Regions from separate parts of the Pan troglodytes genome. Here region 1 is linked to region 2. A link is a contact called in public Hi-C data. All regions are on one chromosome and are shown on one strand. The core of a region is the stretch at or near the end of the contact, and the rest is flanking DNA. Distances in the headings are between cores, read along the strand shown.

Evidence for each region. Hi-C and Micro-C count contacts between places; a contact is called where the count stands out from the background.
Region 1: a Hi-C map of induced pluripotent stem cells shows a contact between it and region 2, with 2.6 times the contacts expected there. The contact joins the enhancer-like site here to the promoter of NUGGC in region 2. A contact is called at or near these places in 2 of 7 Hi-C or Micro-C datasets (induced pluripotent stem cells and stem cell-derived neural progenitor cells) and 1 of 1 datasets of contacts at active chromatin or transcription factors (stem cell-derived excitatory neurons).

What each region holds. Positions count from the first base shown.
Region 1 is chr7:36,766,747-36,770,225 of NHGRI_mPanTro3-v2.0_pri, reverse strand. No RefSeq gene overlaps it. Among named protein-coding and RNA genes, the nearest start is that of ZNF395, 26 kb to the right of the region's middle. Within about 2 kb of position 1,850, at least 16 of the 24 cell types and tissues checked have an H3K27ac peak or open chromatin away from gene starts, as enhancers often do. A contact at or near this core is called in induced pluripotent stem cells and stem cell-derived neural progenitor cells, where this site is marked.
Region 2 is chr7:36,436,340-36,439,353 of NHGRI_mPanTro3-v2.0_pri, reverse strand. NUGGC (nuclear GTPase, germinal center associated) reads left to right here and starts at 1,602. Exons shown (of 19, transcript XM_519681.8): 1 at 1,602-1,955.

The DNA.
Region 1 (3,479 bases), core at 601-3,100, 330 kb before region 2:
GCTGCAAAGCATCCTGACTTAGAAGGGTACGAGGTTCGGTTTACTTTTTGCTCAGGAAGGAAGGGGGCGGGGAAGGGAGGAAAGAAAGAAGATTGATAAAAAGGGAAGAAGGAAGGGAGGGAAGGAGAAAGGAGGGAAGGAAAGGAGAGGAAAGGAGAAAGGAGGGAAAGAAAGAAGAGAGGGAGTGAGGAAGGAAAGGAGAGGAAAGGAGAAAGGAGGGAAAGAAAGAAGAGAGGGAAGGAGTGAGGAAGGAAGAAAGGAAGGAAGAAGGAAGGAAGGAAGGAAAGAAAGGAAGGAAGGAAAGGAAGGGAGGGATGGAGGGAAGGAGGAAGGGAGGGAAGGAAGGAAAAGTCAGGCACGGTAGCTCACGCTTGTCATTCAGCACTTTGGGAGGCCGAGGTGGATCACTTGAGTCCAGGAGTTCTAGACCAGCCTGGGCAACATAGGAAGGCCCAATTTCTACAAAAAAAAAAAAAAAAAAAAAAAAAAATTAGCCAGGGGTGGTGGTTCACACCTGTCATCCCAGCTACTCGGGAGGCTGAGGTAGGAGAATCTCTTGAGCATGGGAGGTAGAGGCTGCAGTGAGCCACAGTCATGCTACCACACTCCAGCCTGGGCGACAGAGTGAGACCCTGTCTCTATTTGAGACAGCGTCTAGCTCTCTTACCCAGGCTGGAATGCAGTGGCTCCGTCTCTGCTCAATTTCATTTTTCACTGGCCCCTGCAAATTACGCAGCAGCGGGCCCAGGGTAATAGAGCAAGAGTCAACTCTTCTTGCCTTTGGGAATATTTCGGGGTGACAGTGAGAGGGCAGGATCTTGTCCTACCGTCAAAGTGGAAGTAAACTTGGATTTCGCCTCGGGCATGTGTGTCTGCCGGGCAGAGTGCGGGGCTGGCAGGGATGGGTTTACAGATAGAGGTGAAAGATGGGCCCAAGGCCTTTGGTGGATCAGACTTAGACAAAGAAGCTGAGGTAGAAAAACAGTGGGGTTGGCCGGGCGCGGTGACTCATGCCTGTAATCCCAGCCCTTTAGGAGGCTGAGGCAGGAGGATCGCTTGAGCCCAGGAGTTCAAGACCAGCTTGGGCAAGCCCCATAGCAGGAACCTGTCTCTAAAAAAAGTTTTTTCAAAAATTAGTTGGGTGTGGTGGCGCGCATGTGAGTCCCAGCTACTCAGGAGGCTGGGGCAGCTGGATCGCTTGAACCTGGGAGCTTAGGGCTGCAGTGAGCCGTTGTCACGCCACCGCCCCCCAGCCTGGGCCACACAGCACCCTGTCTCAAAAAAAAAAAAAAAAAAAAAAAAAAAAGAAAGAAAGAAAAGAAAAGAAAAAGAAAAAGAAAGAAAGAAAAAGAAAAACAAAGCCAGGGCAAGGAGGGGGCCGCAGCAGGCCGAGGACGAGCCACGAGCCCAAAGAAAACCGGGTGCAGTGCTCAGTGCTCAGGCCTGCCGGGGATCGGGCCCCGGAGAGGCCGTGGGGACGCCGTGCCAGGGCGCGCGCCAACGGATCAGACCGGGCAGCCTCCCCCGCTGTCCACACAGATGCCAGCGCGCGCGCTCGGTTTGGCTCCCCAGGATCCCCGGCGGAGCAGGACTACGGGACAAAGGGGCCGGTCCAGCCGCCGGCAGCGAGACCCGAGCGTTGCGGCCGCAGGCACGGCCTGCCCCCTTGCCGGGTCCCCTGCGCACGGCCGGCGGCCTGCAGCGAGCGGCCTGGGAGGCGGGGGGCGCCCTGCCCCGTCTCCCCTGCAGGCGGCGCGCAGGGGTGGGGCGGAGGCCTTCGTGGGCCCGGGCACGTCCCAGCCGCGCCCTCCCGGCCCCTTGCCCAGGGGGTTGAGCCGGCAGGGAGGTGCCTCCCTCTCCCTCCCAGGCCCGGGCGCTTCCGCCGGCCGCAGCCGGGGTTGAGGACCGAGCAGGAGGGGGACGCCGGGCTGAAGCCGCGGGTTGTTCCCGCCTCGAGGGCAGGGCCGGGGAGCGCAAACGTAGCCTTTCCAGGAACTCGCACCGCGCTGCAGAGGGGCTGCCGGGCCCCAGCGAGCCGCAGGACAGACGCGGCCCGGCATCCTCGTCCGCACTCGCAGTGGGGGGAGCAGCGCGGAAACCCGACGCCGCCGCTCCCTGGCCGATGGCCTCTCGAATCTTCCCGGCGGCGGCCGGCGCGGGGCTGCGTCACCTGCAGAACTTTCAGGAAGGGGCCTGGAGGAAATCAACCTGATGCAAAGGATTGGGAAGGAAACCGAGGATATTGGAGATCGTTTTCAACCTCCTCCCGCCGCCTTATAATAAAAGTAATATGTGCTTAGTGTATACACTGTGGCAAATACAGAAAAGTGTAAATAATTAGCCCCCCCCCAACAAAAAAAACCCCGCAGAAACGCACCCATAATTCCACCACCCGAAGCAAACACTTTACCTAGTGGGATATTTCTTCACGTTTTGCTCTATTTCTCTTTACAGACTTGTTCATTCTGTGCAAGTCATTAGTGTCTTGCTTTTTGTACTTAATATCTTAGAAACATTCCCATTTCCTTAAACACATCATAAATATGTTTAATGGTTCGATGTTAACATTGTACAGCTGTACCAAAATGTAATCATTTTCATTTTTTTAAAGGATCAAATGATACAAATACTTTTAAAGTTCTTTTTTTTTTTTAAGATAGGGTTTTCTATCCACTGTCTAGTTTTATATATATATAAAATTGGGCAGTGGCCCAATCTCTGCCCCCTCCCTGGGGTTCAAGTGATTCTCCTGCCTCAGCCTCCCAAGTAGCTGGGACTACAGGCGTGTGCCACTATGCCTAGTAGAGACGGGGTTTCACCATGTTGGCCAGGCTGATCCCGAACTCCTGACCTCAAGTGATCCGCCTGCCTCAGCCTGGGATTACAGGCCTGAGCCACTGCGCCTGGCCTGGTCATAATTTTATGGATGGTTTGCTCTGGTCACTCTGCTAGTTGTGTCCCCAAGGCTAGGACAGTGCTCTTTCTTGTAGAACAAGCAGCCTCTGGTCACTGGCTGTTTCTTCGGTTCTAGCTTCAGAGCCAGCTCCTGTCGCTTATGGGAGCAGATAACATATCATCGCCTGCAGGCCAAGCCCAGGCTTCTGACCCTTGGCTTCTCAGAATGGTTGCTCCTTTTCGTTTTGTTTTGTTTTGTTTTGAGACAGAGTCTTGCTCTGTCACTCAGGTTGGATTGCAATGGCGCAATCACAGCTCACTGCAGCCTTGACCTCCTGGGCTCAAGAGATCCTTCAGCCTCAGTCTCCCAAGTAGCTGGGACCGCAGGCACCACCACACCACACTAATTAAAAAAAAAGAAAAAATTGGTAGAGACCGGGTCTCACTATGTGGCCCAGGCTGGTCTCAAACTCCAGGACTCAAGCCATTCTCCTGCCTCAGCCTCCCAAAGTGTTGGGATTACAGGCATGAGCCACTGCACCCAGCCTGATAAATTGTCCTTCTTATGGATTTACATAGGCTGA
Region 2 (3,014 bases), core at 353-2,852:
GAGAGCTGAGCACACGTGACATGAATGTAAGCGTAAGGGGTGATTTTGCCTAGAGAGATCAGTATAAGACTCAGCATCCAGGATGGCATTTGTGCTGACTTTCTTTGTTCTGAACTTTAGACTGGTGTTTCTGTGGTTTTCTTATGGAGGAGGGACGTCATCTTGCCAAAAGTTCAAAGCAGTTTTTAAGACCACAGTCTAAACATTTATCTTCAATTCTTTCCCTGTTCTGACCTCTTTACCTTCTGAATCCCCTCTTCAGACTAAATACATACCTAGAGTACTGAGGGTTGTCTTGGTAATGACTGAGTTGGCCTTTAAAGGTAACATACACCCTTGGCCCAGCACAGTAGCTCATACCTGTAATCCCAGCACTTTGGGAGGCCGAGGTGGGCGGATCACATGAGGTCAGGAGTTCGAGACCAGCCTGGCAAACGTGGTGAAACCCTGTATCTACTAAAATTAAAAAAAAAAAAAGTCAGGCATGGTGACGCACCCCTGTAGTCCCAGCTACTCAGGAGGCTGAGGCAGGAAAATCTCTTGAACCCAGAAGACGGAGGTTGCAGTGAGCTGAGACGGCGCCACTGCACTCTAGCCTGGGTGACAGAGCAAGACTGTGTCTCACAAAAAAAAAAAAAAAAAGGTAACACACACCCTGAAGCTGAGGGTTCAAGGGACAACTTTTTCCCTGTATGTGATGTGATGGTTTGGGTTGCCAGACACAGCAAAGTGGAGTGGGTTTTATTTTCTTCTCTCCTGGGCAGCACTTTCAAATTTTTGTTTTCTGGGTTTATTAAAAATATGAATTTAAAATTAGATGGGCGTGATGGAGCATGACCGTGGTCCCAGCTACCCAGGAGGCTGAGGTGGGAGGATGGCTTGAGCCTGGGAGGTCGAGGCTGTGGTGAGCTATGATCACGCCACTGCACTCCAGGCTGGGTGACAGAGCAAGACCTTGTCTCTAACTAAATAAAGACATAAAAATATACGGATTTAAAATTTAAGTTCCAGAAAGAGGTGTAAAGCAGTATATCACTCATTTCTACACTCAAACAATCCAATGTTGTTTTATTTTTGGCAAATGTTATTTTTGGTGAATTTTAAGACTTTGGGTCAAGAATAACTTTATATTTATTATCTCATATCCTCCATCTCTCCCAGTCATGTCTTATAGTTGGGTGTCGGGGAGCCAGTGCTTTGTCTGTCTTGGAACTGGGGCATTTTTCCTGTCTGCTCCAGTGAACCAGTCATCTGAATAGTGTTCACCCTCAGAGAAAAGATGCTGTGGAAGGATGCAGTGATGCATTTGGAAAGGAAAAAAGACAGATCTGTCTACTTGTAGGAACATGGCAGAGAGGGATGCAAGATCCCCGTTTCATGTACCATTTAGATTTTTTTTTTTTTCCAGATGTAGTCTTGCTCCGTCACCCAGGCTGGAGTGCAGTGGCGCGATCTCGGCTCACTGCAACCTCCACCTCCCAGGCTCAAGTGATTCTCTTGCTTCAGCCTCCTGAGTAGCTGGGACTACAGGGTTCTGCCACCACGCCTGGCTGATTTTTTTTTTTTTTTTTTTGTATTTTTAGTAGAGTCAAGGTTTCACCATTTTGGCCAGGCTGCTGTTGTACTCCTGACCTCAAGTGATCTGCCTGCCTCGGCCTCCCAAAGTGCTGGGATTACAGGAGTGAGCCACCGCGCCTGGCGAATTTAGATTTAAGTGAAAGAAGACAGAATAAATCAGTATCTGTGGGAGGAGACCATGGTAAATAGCTCCCTGATGGCAAGTCAGTTTCACTTCTGCTATGTAAACGTGGCTTTGTGATTGTGGCCCAAAGGGCTACGTACCCCAGCTGGTTCCAAATACCTGAACCAAGGAGAAGCTGCCACCATCTCCTCTGTGGACTCCTGTAACTAAACCAGAACTTTTTTTTTTTTTTTTTTCTGTTCAGTGACATCTGGTAAGTTGTTTCTTTTATGTAATTTGTACTGTAACTTGTGGTTGATTTTTTAAAAATGGACCTTAATTTTTAGAACAGTTTTGAGTTTACAGGAATATTGAGAAGATAGTTTAGAGCATTCCCATGTAATTCCCACCCAACTTCCCCATTATCTTGTATTAGTGTGGTACATTTGTTACAACTGATGAACCGATACTGATATGTTATTCTTAAACTAAAGTCTGTGCTTGATTCAGATTCTTGGTTTTTATCTAACGTCTGCTTTCTACTGTGGCATCCTATTCAGGATAGCACATTATATTTAGTTATGTTCCCTTAGGCTCCTCTTAGCTGTAGCGTTGTTTCTCAGACTTTCCTTGTTTTTGATGAATATGGCAGTTTTGAGGAGTACTGGTTGGGTATTTTGTAGGCTTCTCCTATTGGCATTTGTCTGATGTTTTTCTCATGATTAGAATGGAGTTACGGGTTTTGGGGAAGGAGTCCCGGAGTTAAAGTGCTGTTCTCATCACATCATATCAAGGGATAATATTGTCAACATGATTTAGGACTGTTGGTGTTGACCTTGACCACCTGGTAGAGGCAGCGCTTGTCTGGTTTCTCTGCTATAAGGTGATCCTTTCCCTGCTCCAATCTCCGCCGTGTTCTCTTTGGAAAGAAGCTGCTATGCACAGCACACACTTGAGGAGCAGGGAGTTTTATTCTACCTCCTTGAGGATGGAGTAGCTACGTAAATTATTTGGAATTCTTCTGTATATGGGACGTTTGTCTCTTCTCTCTCCTTTGATATTCTTAAAGCAAGTTATTTCTTGAGGGAAAGTGAATTTTACTTTTCTGTTTGCTTAAGTGAATTTTGGGGGTTTGGTTTGTTTGTTTTTGAGGCCTCGGTCTGTTACCCAGGCTGGAGTGCAGTGGTATGAACGTGGCTCACTGCAATCTTGACCTTCTGGGCTCAAGTAATCCTCCTGCCTCAGCCTCCTGAATAACTGGGACTACAGATGCATGCTGCCATGCCCAGCTAATTAAAAAAAATTTTGTAGAGATGAGGGTCTCACTTTGTTG